Regions from separate parts of the Mus musculus genome. Here region 2 is linked to region 1. A link is a contact called in public promoter capture Hi-C data. All regions are on one chromosome and are shown on one strand. The core of a region is the stretch at or near the end of the contact, and the rest is flanking DNA. Distances in the headings are between cores, read along the strand shown.

Region 1 (6,622 bases), core at 2,117-4,616:
AGCAAACAACAGAGTTTACTGCTGGGCACTCACCGTGTGTTCCCCAAGATACACAGAGAATTTGCCAGATGCTGAGCAGACAAAACTAAAGACAGTCCTTCTCCCGCTCCCGGAGTGCCAAGAGGCTAACAATAGAGTACAATAACAAGGTCAAGAGTTTCATAGAAGTCCTGACTTAAGGAGGAAACTACCACACTCAAGATCCCTGCAAATTCTATCAGACACCCCTGAAGCTAGCCCCACTCACTTCTTCTAGGAAGGGTAGCAAGAAGTCTCGAGTGGCGTTATTGGAGGTGAAGAAGCCATGCACAGCCTTGTACAGAACATAGTGGTTGAGGCGGCGTGACGTGGACGGCAGCATCCGCAGCGCCCTCAGCACGAACCGAGGCTCCTTGCCGGAAACAGCCTTCTCTAGCTGTCTCACGTGCTCTTTGATGTCTGCAGAGGACCAGAGAGGAAAAAGATGTGACTTGCAACTCCTTGGGGAACAGTTCCATGGAGTGTCTTACAAAGGGGGTGGCGTGTACATTTACCCTTTTTGGCCCAATAGGGCTAAGCAATATTTGTGGGTGAGGCACACCAATTTTCAGATATACCAGGAAACAAGGAAAAAGCTAGCTGGGCAGGGATAGGGCAGAGGTCAGCAGGAAGGCCTAGAAAAGAAAACAGCTGAGAAACAAAGTAGAAGAAACTCATGGAGATTCACCAGAGCTCAAAACATGGGGAGGCTTTGTAAATAATGGAGAACTCTCACACAGGGACGTCACACCACGAGTGTAACCACAAAAAAGCCTTCTGAAAAGAAACACGCAACGATACAACCGGACTCACATCTCATTTCACAAAGAGTTTCTGTAACCAGGTAAGAGAAACTACTGCCATAACTTCAGAACAAAAGTGGACGTGGACACAACCAGGGATGGCAACGCGCCTAAAGACAGGAGGACTGTGCTTTGGTGGCATTCAAAAATCTAAAAACAGAACCATTTTTATACTCATAAATTAGCAATATTTAAAAGAGTGGCAACCTAAACAGTAGGGAAAAGAACATTTATTTGTAAGTCAGATTTTTTAGGACAATATAAAAAACTTTAGAACTGGGGTGTAAGGAGATGGCTCAGTGGTTAAGAGTATCAGCCACTCTGTCCAGAGGCCCCGCTCCCAGCACCCACATGGTGGCTCACACTTGCCCATAACTAGAGTCCCAGGGGATCAGATGACCTCTTTTGGCCTTGGTGGGCACTGCACACAGGTGGTGCATTTACAAACATGCAGATAAGATACTCACACTCACATACACACACACTGAAATTCAAACATGTTTACCCTTTTTGACTTAGGTATACAAATTCTGGGAAGCCATATTTAAGTAGTTACAAAAGTAGATTGAAAACTTTGGAATAGTGAGGACTGCAAAACTACTTAAAAGAGCAAGAAATGAGAAAAAAGAAGAACTTAGATGTGCAGCAGTTAAGAGAATGCTCTGAGTCTCACTGCCCACTTAACAACGGGTGCTTCGCGTGTGACAGTAACTGCTACAGTTACAGCGACTATGTATGGAGGGCCCACCATGTATTTCTATCATGTGCTAGCACAGCTCATGAGCTCCCATGTTCACAATAACCCAAACAAAACAGCTAATGCTATTAATTCACCCACACAAACAGGGAAACGGATTCTGGACTTTATATAATCTCCATCACTATACTAAGTAGTCAACAAATGCTTCTTGCATAAGTTGAACCCTATGTTCATGGATGTATTAAATGAAGACAACAAAAAGAAAATGACAATATCTTTACATACGAATGCCCTGATCCAAATTGAATACTTAAGTGATTTCAATTATGGAGCAGTTTGAAAATACACGAGGAAATATGTCAACTCTGGTTAAAAGTTTCTCCCTGTTGCTTTAAAATGCTCACATGTTCCAGAATTTCTACAGTGAATACAAACCATGAAATATTTCACGATGCTGAGTGACATTTCTGCCACTGGAAACTTTTATTTCAGGAAAGAAGACCTTTACTGTATACAGATCTTGTTACCAAGTTTAGAATGGGAGTTGATGCAGTCTATACATACTTACACTCAAAAGTACAACTCAGGGCATGACTTGGCCTATCACCATGTTTTAAAGTAGTTTCTCGTGCAGTTGAGACACACACACACACACACACACACACACACACACACAGAGAGAAAAAACTACAGATCACCCGGAAAAGTCTCATCGCGCGCACATGGACAAGATATACTAAGTGGAAAAAGTAAAAGAGCAACTTAAGCGGGACAAGGGGACAATAGGAGCCTGAGAACGGGTCTCTGGTGTTGGCTTATAGGAGTCGGGGCCACAGGTAGGCATTATAAACTAAAAGAGAAAGAAGGCAGGGGTGGGGGGGGAGGGGGTCTGATTCAGAAGTAAAAGCGTGCGTGTGCTTGAACTCTTTAGGAAAGGAGGGGTAAGGTCCTTAAGAGAGTGGAAAAGTGCACCGGGACTTTTAGTTTAGATGCTTCAACTACAGAAGGAAGGCAGAAGGTAGAAATGGCTCTCCGAGGGAGTTTGCTAAAGGAGCCTAGAGCTACAGAACCCATTTTTATAAACTCTTAAACTAAGAGGCTAGTGTAATCTGTTACCCTGGTTTCTCTAGACACAAATACAAATGCTACTTTCTACATAGCAATAACAGGCGCTAGAATCGGTCGGATGGAGTAGATCACTGGGAAGGACTGAAGAAAAGGCTCGGTGAGACTAAGATGCAACCCCAGAGGAGGAGAGCAGTCCGCAGACTGGAGAACAGGTTCGGTCATCGGCTGGGGTCGAGGGAGTCAGGGTGGTTGGGCGGGCACTTCTGACCCCAGCTCCATTGACCGAAGGAACCAAGGTAGGTGGAGGCTACGCAGAGGTCCCAGCAAGAAGTCGCATCACCCTGGCCGCTGTCACCGGTGATCGCGGCACGACCCCGACGTGGGCTCCCGTACCTTCTAAGGTGACAGTGTCCAGCTCTCTCTGGGAGTGCTCGGTCGCAGCTGCCTTGCCGTCTCCCTCCCCCGTGGAGCCGCTCCCAGCTGCTGCCTCCTCTTTCATCTCCACATCCTGGGGGGCCGGTGGCGGCGGTTCTTGTTCCCCTCCCGGCGGCGGCTTTGCCTTGTCGGCGCCTCGGCGCCGCGCCGAGCCCTCCTGCTTCATGGCGCCCGGGGTCGAGGCCTAGTCCGGGGACCGAAGCAGGGGCCTCGCGTAAACCCTCACACCAGAGACCAGGCACAGAGCCGGGCCTGCACACCAGCGCGGGCTCGCGTCGGGCCGCACGATGACCGAGCAGCTGCAAACTCCTTCCCGGCGCTGGGGCTTCTGGGAAATGCCAGGCATGGCGAGCAGATGGCCGAGTCCAGGGAGGGAAAATAAATCAACAGCCGAGGTGCACGATGAAGGCGGATCTTCTAGGAAGTGGGAGGAGTCTTCAAGAAACGATGAAGGCGGACCTTCTAGGAACTGGGAGGAGTCTGCAGGAATTTGTGGGACCTGAGAGTGGTGATTTTATCTTCCTCTCTAGTGTACATCTTTGGATGTCCGCGAGAGGTCACTTTAGACTCCAAGCTGGGCTACAACAGACTCTAACATGTAAGTGGGTAGGACCTATCGGAGCTCAGATGGGGATGACATCATGAGTTGCCGGGCAGATTCCTCTCCACCCCCCTAACCCCCGCCCCGGTCAAGCTCTCCCAGTTTGCGCGGGTCAGGTCCCCAATGAAATCCGCCAGGCTCGTGCTCTCAACGCCCGCCAGATGCTTCCAGCACCAGAAAGAAAAGGAGCTTGTGGACGTGTAGCTAGGCTGTTTGGCTTTCGATAAACTGAGCTCAACCCCCAGGGCATCCGAACTTCCTTGTCAAATTTTTGTATAATGCTGAGTATAAGGCATACCTTCTCTGCAGCCTGGGAATGTGGGGGTCGTGTGTATTTGTGTAGAATTAGTCAAATTTAATAATAGGAGTCCACGTTGTATACTGCTCAGGGCCAGTATATATAAGATTGTTGAAAAACCCAACATGCCCAGCGTGGTGGTGCATGCCTTTTATCCCAGCACTCAGGAAGCAGAGACGGGTGGGTTTCTGTGAGTTCGAGGCTCAGCATGGTTTACAGAGTGAGTTCCGGGACCACCAGGGCTACACGGAGAAACCCTTTCCCGAAAAAGTAAACAAACAAACAAACACCAGCTCAAGAATGTAATGTAGGGCTAGGTGTGGTACATAATTTTAATCTCAGTGGTACACAACTTTAATCTCAGCACTAGGGAGATCTTTGAGTTCAAGGCCAGCCTGGTCTACATAGCAAGCTCCAGGACAGCGGGAACTACACAAAAAGACCCTGTCTCCAAAAAAAGAAAAAAAAAAGAAAGTAATGTTGAGGGGGTGGTGAGATGGCTCAAGTGAGTAAAGGTGCTTGCCAAGTATGAAGACACGAGTTTGATCCCTGGGTCCCATGGTAGAAGGAGAGAACTGAGTCTCACGCTTTTCTCTGACCTCCATAAGCATGCTGAGGCTCGAGTTCCCCTCCCCCATAAATAAATGCTTTTTTTTTTTTTTTAAAGGTTTTTCTGTATTGCCCTGGATGTCTGGGAACTCACTCTGCTTCCCAAATGCTGGAATTACAAGCATTTGCCACCACTACTAAGCATAAATGCTTTTTTTTTTAATTAGATATTTTCTTCACTTACATTTCAAATGCTATCTCCAAAGCCCCCTATATCCTTCCCCCTTCCTGCTCCCCAACCCACCCACCACAGCTTCCTGGCCCTGGCATTCCTCTGTACTGGGGCATATGATCTTTGCAATATCAAGGGGCCTCTCCTCCTATTGATGGCCAAGTAGGCCATCCTCTGCTACATATTCAACTAGAGACACAAGCTGGGGGGTGGGGGTACTGGTTAGTTCATATCGTTGTTCCACCTATAGGGTTGCAGACCCCTTTCGCTCCTTGGGTACTTTCTCTAGCTCCTTCATTAGGGGCCCTGTGTTCCATCCAATAGCTGACTGTGAGCATCCACTTCTGTTTTTGCCAGGCATTGGGCTTTTTTTTTTTTTTAAAGAATGTAAATTTGGTGGTTTGACCTTGCTTGACCCATAAGGAGTGGCACTATTAGGTGTGGCCTTGTTGGAGAAAGAGCTTCACAGTGGGGGGGGGGGGGGCGGGGGCAGGGTTTGAAGTCTCCTAGTGCTCAAGCTCTGCTCAGAGTGGAAGAGAGTCTCCTCCTGGCTTGGCTGCCTTCTGATCAAGATGTCTTGGTGTCTTCGGCCCTTCATCTGCCTGTAAGATGCCATGCTTCCCACCATGATGATAATGGACTGAACCTCTGAAATGGAAAGCCAGCCCCAATAAATGTTTGCCTTTATAAGAGTTGCCTTGGTCATGGTGTCTCTTCACAGAAAAATAAAACCCCAACTAAGACAGTAATATACCCCATCAGGCACCATGCTGCACTCCAGTAATCCCAGCACTTAGGCCGAGGTCAGCCTAGGCTACTGTGTGAGAACTTGCTGCCCTCTCCAAAGCTCAAAACAACTGGGCTGGCAAGATGAGTCAGTAGGTAAAGGTGTTGCCACAAGCCTGTGGACACCTGAGTTCCATTCCTGGAAACCTGGTAAAGGTGGAAGGAGAGAACTGAATCCATAAAAGTTGCCTACTGACCTCCACAAGGGGGCAGTGGCATGTGACAACCACTCATTGTCATCATCACCATCACCATCATCACCATCACTGTCATTATCCTCATCACCACTACTACCATCTCAACCACCACCATCATCATCACCACCACCACCATCATCATCACCACCACCACCATCATCATCACCACCATCACCACCACTACCATCATCACCACCATCATCTTTTCTAAGTGGAAACAGCAAGGGATGTGTCACAGAGCCCTTTAGAGAAAGTTGACAGTCTGCACTCTGTTCTCCAGTGCACTGAGGGGATGAAGGGTGAGAGTGGTGGAGCCTCTGCTGCAGAGCAGGGCAGCGACCTGAGGAGACCTTTATATATCCAAACACCTGTGAGTGGGAGCAGGAGGATGCCCTTTGTGGTGGAGACATGAATAGAAGAAAACTAGACTGGGAAGCCTTCCTGTCTTTCCCACAAGCATCAGTTTTGAAGATACAGCGGTCAGTTTCTCAAAGCACAAAACAAATTTCCAGCACGGAAACTTATATAAACAAGATCCCAAGTGAGTCTCAGAGCTGGGACTGGCTCAGCTCCCACTCTAATAAGGACTCAGAAGACAGAGGATGCGTCTTGCCTATACTCTCTTCTGTATTTATAAATACTCAGGACATCTTGCTTCCTTTGTGTGTTTGCTTTAAGACAGGGTCTCACTAGGTGGCCCAGGCTGTCCTGTAACTCAATGAAACTTGCCCTTTGCCTCAGAGTTCTGGGGCGAAAGGGAGTTAGATCTTTATCTGCCTCACTACACCTGGCTATAGCTTCTCTCTCTCTCTCTCTCTCTCTCTCTCTCTCTCTCTCTCTCTCTCTCTCTCTCTGTCTCTCTCTGTCTGTCTCTGTCTCTGTCTCTGTCTCTGTCTCTCTCTCTCTCACATACACACACACACATTTGGTTTTTT
Region 2 (6,622 bases), core at 2,589-5,088, 47 kb before region 1:
TTTTTTGAAAAAAAAAAGAGATTTATTTATTTATTGTATGTAAGTACACTGTAGCTGTCTTCAGACAACCCAGAAGAGGGCATCAGATCTCATTATGGATGGTTGTGAGCCACCATGTGGTTGCTGGGATTTGAACTCAGGACCTTCGGAAGAGTAGTCAGTGCTCTTAGCAGATGAGCCATCTCTCCAGCCCAACCCTGTTCCTTTTTAAAGTTTTTTTTTTTTTTTAATAATGTGTGGTTTGCCTGCATGTGTATGCATGTGTGCATGTGTTGCGTTTTGAAGTCAGAAGAGGGATTTTATTCCTTGGAAGTGGAGTTATGAGTCACCATATTGGTGTTGGGAACTGAATCTCTTGGCCCCTCTATAAGAGCAACAAGTCCTCTTAACTACAAGCTCTCTCTTTGGCTCCCCAAGCCCTGTTTCTTGCAGCTTCTTGCTCTAAGGGCAGAATACTTTATTTATTCAGTGGCTCCAGATGTTTCCATGTCACTTAACCTGTTGGCTTCTCTGTGCTCCTCTTCTCCAGCTACTCCTCTTCTTCAGCTACTCATCCTCTCCAGCTACTCTCCTTCTCCAGCTAGACCATCCACTATGTTGAAGATGTTGCTTAGTGTGGTAATGCAAGCCTATAATTCTATTACCAAGGAAGCTGAAGCAAGAGTTTGTTTTTTGTTTTTTTGTTTTGTTTGTTTGTTTTGTTTTTGTTTTTTTGAGACAGGGTTTCTGTGTAGTCTTGGCTGTCCTGGAACTCACTCTGTAGACCAGGCTGGCCTGGAACTCAGAAATCCACCAGACTTTGCCTCCCAAGTGCTACCAGAAATCTGTTGCCACTGCCTGGGGAGGCAAGAGTTTGAAGCTAACCTGCTACACTGCAAGTTTCAGACTAGCTTGAGCTATACAATGTTTCAAAAAAGAATTTTTTTAAAGGATAGAAGCCCTGAGGTGGTGCATGCCTTTAATCCCAGTACTAGGGAGGCAGAGGCAGGTGAATTTCTGAGTTCAAGGATAGCCTGATCTACAGAGTGAGCTTCAGGACAGCCAGGACTACACAGAGAAATCTTGTCGCCAAAAGGGAGGGGAGATAGGAAGATGGCTCAGTCAGTAAAGTGCTTGCTTACAAGAACCTGAGCAGTACCCATAAGTAGCAGCTCACATCTATAAGCCCAGTGCTGGGGGAGTGGTAGTGGTGGAATCAGGTGGATCCCCAGAGCCCACTGGCCAGCTATCTAGTCAAATCAATGCGGTGACCTCCAAGTTCAGAAGCAGACTCTGTCTCAAAAAATTGGGTAGAGAACAATTAAGGATAACAGGAGTCAATCTCTGGCTTGCACGTGTGCATATGCACATACATGCACACCCATACACACACTCATGATCATACACGCACACACACTACACATAAATAATAAAATAAATTAATAAATGGTAAAGATACTGGGGCCCAGAACTAGGAAGTGGGAGCCCAGCTTCTGAGGAACAGCTAGAGACAGTGGAGTAAGTCGAGGCAGGTGGGGGAGCTTGAGAGGAGGGGGAGGCATGTTGCATACACCCCAAAGGGAACATAGCATCTTTTCTCTCATTCTTGGGAGCATTATCATAAAGTCTTTCGTGTGTGGTAGGTAAATCAGAGAGCTTAAAAGGGTTCCCAGGAGGGAGAAGGAGGCGGGTTAGAGAAAGGCTAGCAGCTCTGATATTTGCAGACCAGAGAAGCAGGAAGGTCAAAGTAGAGAATTCGGTGATGGTCCTTGCCCAGAGGCTGAGGTAGTCCTTGTACATACAGTTGAGTCCTTGAGGAAACTCTGCCAAGCCTGAAGCCTGGGCGGCTGGTGAGGAGTCGGGGACCAGGGAAGGCAGATGGCTCAATACCAAAAGCTGCTGCCTCTCAGCATTAGGAAGGGTGGAGGCGGGGCACCCTCCCTCTCAGAAATCTGCCAGGATTTGTGCCAGAGGGAAGGATTTGAGCTCTGAGTCTAACCATCCCCAGGCCTAAATATCTCCACCCCCTCCCATATGGGTGGACCAACACTCACTAATTCAATAAGGAGCACTCACAGAATTGACAGCCTGTTTCCAAGAGGGGCCGTTTGAGCTCTGAGGGGTAGGGAAAGAGCAGCTGTATCCAGAAACAATTTATGATGGTGATGGTGGTGGTAGGGTATTGGGCTGTGTAACAGGAAAGGAGTAGGGGGCTCACCACGGGCAAATGTGGCAGTATGGAGTGCAGGTCTGTTTGGAGGGGGAGTCTGAAGGTTATGAATCAGGAGTCTGAGAACTCCTTCCTTCCTGCTTTGGAAGATTTGGCTCCACATTCTTGGCAGCTATTTTGTATAAATACCATTCTCGAATAGTATCCCCTGGGAAGGCACAAAAGAGCAGAATAAAAATGGGTGTGTGTGTGTAGAGAGAGATGGAGGAAGACCATAGGCAGTACCCATCTTAGAAGGATGTGATTTGGCCGTACTCCAGCTATACTCTCCCTGTTCATAGCGTGCTCCAGGTACCCAGGATCCTATTAGTCTCCTACATGTCTACAAGGCCAGTTTTAGAGCCCATGTGGACTGTTTTCTCAATATTTATCCTGATTCTCAGTCAAAAGGTAGCTCAGGGAGGGGGCTGTAGTTCAGTGTAGAGTGCTTTCATAGCTGTACAAAGAGGAATGTGGGACAGAAGAGGAATGGGTTGGGGAATATAGACAGAATTTGAAGAAACAGGCTGACCTATCTCCTTGGGATATGAGATTGGGAGCCAAGAAAAAGAGGGGTGATAAAGCTCTGCCTCCAAATGTGCAGAATGGTCTTAGCCACAATACCACATTTGATCCCGAGGCCTTCTTTTTTTTTTTTTTTTTTAGATTTATTTATTATTATATGTAAGGACACTGTAGCTGTCTTCAGACACTCCAGAAGAGGGAGTCAGATCTCATTACGGATGGTTGTGAGCCACCATGTGGTTGCTGGGATTTGAACTTCGGACCTTCGGAAGAGCAGTCGGGTGCTCTTACCCACTGAGCCATCTCACCAGCCCCCGAGGCCTTCTTAAACAGTTTTTGAGACACCCAATAATCTTAACCCATATTTCCTCTGTTTTGTTTGTTTGTTTGTTTTGTTTCTTTGTTTTTGTTTTTGTGTTTTGTGTTTTTTAGACAGAGTTTCTCTGTGTAGTCCTCCTGGCTGTCCTGGAACTCACTCTGTAGACCAGGCTTAAACTCAGAGACCCAGCTGCCTCTGCCTTCTGAGTGCTGGCACTAAGGGCGTGGTGCCATGCTCAGCTTCTGTTTTCTCCTTATTTCCTTTTGTATCCAAACAGTATTCAGGATCAGTGAATTCTGGGAGAATTGTCAGATTTGGGGTTAAAATGATGGTATGTGTGCTGCTACCCACACTTCAGTGTCTCTTTTGGAATAGAAATATGAAAATGAGAGCTCTAGTGCCTACAGGGGCTTTCGAGAACAAAGGCCAAAACCCAAATAGAAGCCAGGTTAGAAGCCAAAACAGAAGCCAGGCTAGAATTCACTGTTATGCCTCGTTTCTGGGAAATAGCCACAGTATCAGAATGATTGAAGGTAGGGATAGATGGCAACATCACTGGGAGACAGAGAGTTGGTTTCTCCATAGACCCTGAGACTCTGGGTACCAGCGTACCTCAGCTCTTCGGATTATCTCAGATAAAAACCACCAGAACCAATTAGATTAATCCTTCTGCCTGTTTGGCAGCTTAGACAAGTCTTAGACAAAGAACTACAATTCCCAGAAGGTATTGTGGCAGGACTCGCCTCTTGCTACGTTTCTATTGGTTGGTGTGTGTTGCCGCCGGCCAATGGTAAATGATTTCCTTAGTAGGTGTCAAGATGGCGCTGCCTACGATGTACAACCGGTTTGTATGGTAGGCTTAAATTTGGGGAGATGGTAGATGTAGGAAAAGAAGGAATTACAACTTCAGGGCCGAGGAAGGTAGAGGCAATGGGGAGAGGGTAGATCTGGGTTTGGGGTGGAAGTGGTGAGGAACGCAGCTAGAGCGAAGGGCATAATTAGACAACCGGAGCGGGCTTAACCCTTTCCTGCTCGCTTCAGGGCTTTGTTGACACTTTCTGTCCCAATTCGAGAAACGGTTGTTCAGAAACCGAGAAGGTGACAGAGCCGCTAACTTGACGCCTTCTACTCTGCCTAGTTTTTTTCCTCTCTGTTTATTTTTCTGTTTGTTTGTTTGTTTTGCTTAAACCTTCTCGAATTTCCGTTCTATTTATGTCTCCCTTGTTCTTTCCCTCAGAACTCCAGTTCTCATCTGGCTCCGTTTTTAAACTCCCACCTTGTCACTCATCTCGCCTCCTTGGAGTGACATCATGAAGGTGGTGAACCTGAAGCAGGCCATTTTGCAAGCCTGGAAAGAGCGATGGAGTGACTACCAATGGGCAATCAACATGAAAAAATTCTTCCCCAAAGGAGCCACCTGGGACATTCTCAACCTAGCAGGTCTCAAGTAAAATGGGCAAAGAAGGATGGGAGGGGTGTCCTCAGAAAAGCTGTAAACACTCAGCCTTACTTTAATTTTCCTTGCAGAAGCGCTCCTGGAGCAGGCTATGATTGGGCCTTCCCCCAATCCTCTGATCCTGTCGTACCTGAAGTACGCCATTAGTTCCCAGGTAAAGATTCCCGACTCTTGGCTTTTGGAGGTGAAACACCTGGAGAACTGACAGTTGTCCATTTAGGCTTAATTTATTGCAAAAATAACACTCCATTTGTTGTAATGAATGAATATTACATTTATTTACTCTCTCCATATACATTTACAAGTAAAACTTAAAAAAAAAACTACATGTACTTATGGGCGGGGAGGGCATGCACATCGCAGAATGCTTGTGGAGGTAAGATACTTTTGTAGCCAGGCGTGGTGGCACACGCCTTTAATCCCAGCACTGGGGAGGCAGGTGCAGGCGGATTTCTGAGTTCGAGGCCAACCTGGTCTACAACGTGAGTTCCAGGACAGCCAGGACTATACAGAGAAATCCTGTCTGGAAAAACCAAAAAAAAAACAAAAACGATACTTTTGTAGAGTTTGTAGAGTTCTTCCCACCTTTCTGGGGATTTGAACTCATATTAGCACGCCAAACACCTTCACCTGCTGAGCCTCTTTGCCAGATCCTTGTTTCTGTTTTTGAGACAGTGTTTTATGTAGCCCAGAATGGACTTGAATTCCTGATTTTTCTGCTACCGCCTCCCACAATTGATTTGGGGGTGGGTGGGTGTTGATAATCAAACCTAGGACCTGCAGATGCTAGGCAAGTGTTCTACCTTTGAGCTATTATAATCCCTCTCTGGGTGTTTGCAAATGTTAATGTTTGTCACACAATGGTAAGTCCTGGGGATTTGATCCCAGTACACAAGGGAAGTTGAAGGCAATGCAGACTATCGCTAATCGTTGAGCGATGGGGTTTATGGTATGATTAGGGCAGAGTATAGAAATGAAGAGAGGATATGGAAGTGATGCCTAGTCCTGCCTGAGCAATCACAGAAGGCTTTCTAAAGGAAGTGATGTTTAAACCAAGGTCTCTATGGTGAGTAGAAGTTAGCCACACAGATGAATGAGAATGAAGAGCAGAGAGAGGAAATTATAATTCTACACAGGCTGGGCTGGACAAATTATAAGTTATCCACTACTGAAAGTGAGGGCTGCAGATACAGTTCATTGGTAAAGTGTTTGCTTAGCAGGGACAAGGCCCTGGATTTGATCCCCGGCACCACAAAAAACCTGAAGGATATTTGGCATTGGTGCAACAGAGCTGAACACTACCCAGCACTTCTGTTTATTATATCACATATGTGATATCATAGGCATCGAGACAGAAATTTAAGGTACACTTACCCAGAGATAGGGATGGAGCTCTGTTAGTAGTGTGCTTGCCTAGCATGGACAAGGTACTGTTTTTGTTTGTTTGTTTGTTTGTTTGTTTGTTTATGATGTTGCAATGCTATAGAGAAACCCTGTCTCCAAGCTGTCTCTGTGTAGCTCTGGATGTCCTGAAACTCACTATGTAGATCAGGTTGGCCTCAAACTGACAGATCCATCTGCCTCTGCTTCTAAGAGCTGGGATTAAAGGTGTGCGCCACCACCCCTGGGTTTATTCTTTGTTACTCTACTAAACTGTAACAGGTAACATGAGCTGCATCACAGATGACTTTATGCTGTTACATTCAAATCCCTTGGTCTCTCTTGGGCTACTCCCCCCCCCCCCCACACACACACAGGGCAACTTTATTGAGTGGTAGCATGGTCACACCCAGCAAACGTGTTCGCTCTCATTCACTCTCTCTCTCTCACACACACAGACCTTGTCACAGTCCAGTTCTCAGCCACAGGGTGGGGAACCTCCTGGATTACTCGGCTCCAGAAGTAACAGGTGCCCGAGGGAGGCTCAGGGGGAGGAAGTGGGGAGGGGGTGCAGAGAGCAGGGGTGGGATGGGTTGGGAACACCCACCAGACAGCTACACGAAGAGTGAGATTCCCCGCCCTGGTGGCTTCAGCTTGGCTGCACCCCCTTCGAAGGAGCCTTCCAAGGTGTGGCTGAACATTCAGGGTTTGGGAAGGGCAGAGTCCCACTCCGTTTTAGTCCTCTCTGCAGGCT

The links. Capture Hi-C pulls out chosen DNA fragments and counts their contacts.
Region 2: a promoter capture Hi-C map of adipose tissue shows a contact between it and region 1. The contact joins the promoter of Med24 here to the promoter of Psmd3 in region 1. A contact is called at or near these places in 3 of 39 promoter capture datasets (embryonic stem cells, macrophages and neural stem cells), 2 of 15 datasets of contacts at CTCF or cohesin (CD8 T cells and the NIH/3T3 cell line), 19 of 484 Hi-C or Micro-C datasets (the 63-12 cell line, the AML12 cell line, the C2C12 cell line and 11 more), 11 of 115 datasets of contacts at active chromatin or transcription factors (the HPC-7 cell line, the SCID.adh cell line, embryonic stem cells and 5 more) and 3 of 9 other capture datasets (adipose tissue, liver and pancreatic islet).

The regions. Positions count from the first base shown.
Region 1 is chr11:98,679,298-98,685,919 of GRCm38.p6, reverse strand. It overlaps Psmd3 (proteasome (prosome, macropain) 26S subunit, non-ATPase, 3), which reads right to left and starts at 3,366. Exons shown (of 12, transcript NM_009439.1): 1 at 2,983-3,366; 2 at 248-438. The coding sequence starts at 3,190.
Region 2 is chr11:98,726,635-98,733,256 of GRCm38.p6, reverse strand. It overlaps Med24 (mediator complex subunit 24), which reads left to right and starts at 3,838. Exons shown (of 26, transcript NM_011869.3): 1 at 3,838-3,885; 2 at 4,270-4,472; 3 at 4,560-4,642. The coding sequence starts at 4,343. It also overlaps the pseudogene Gm31252.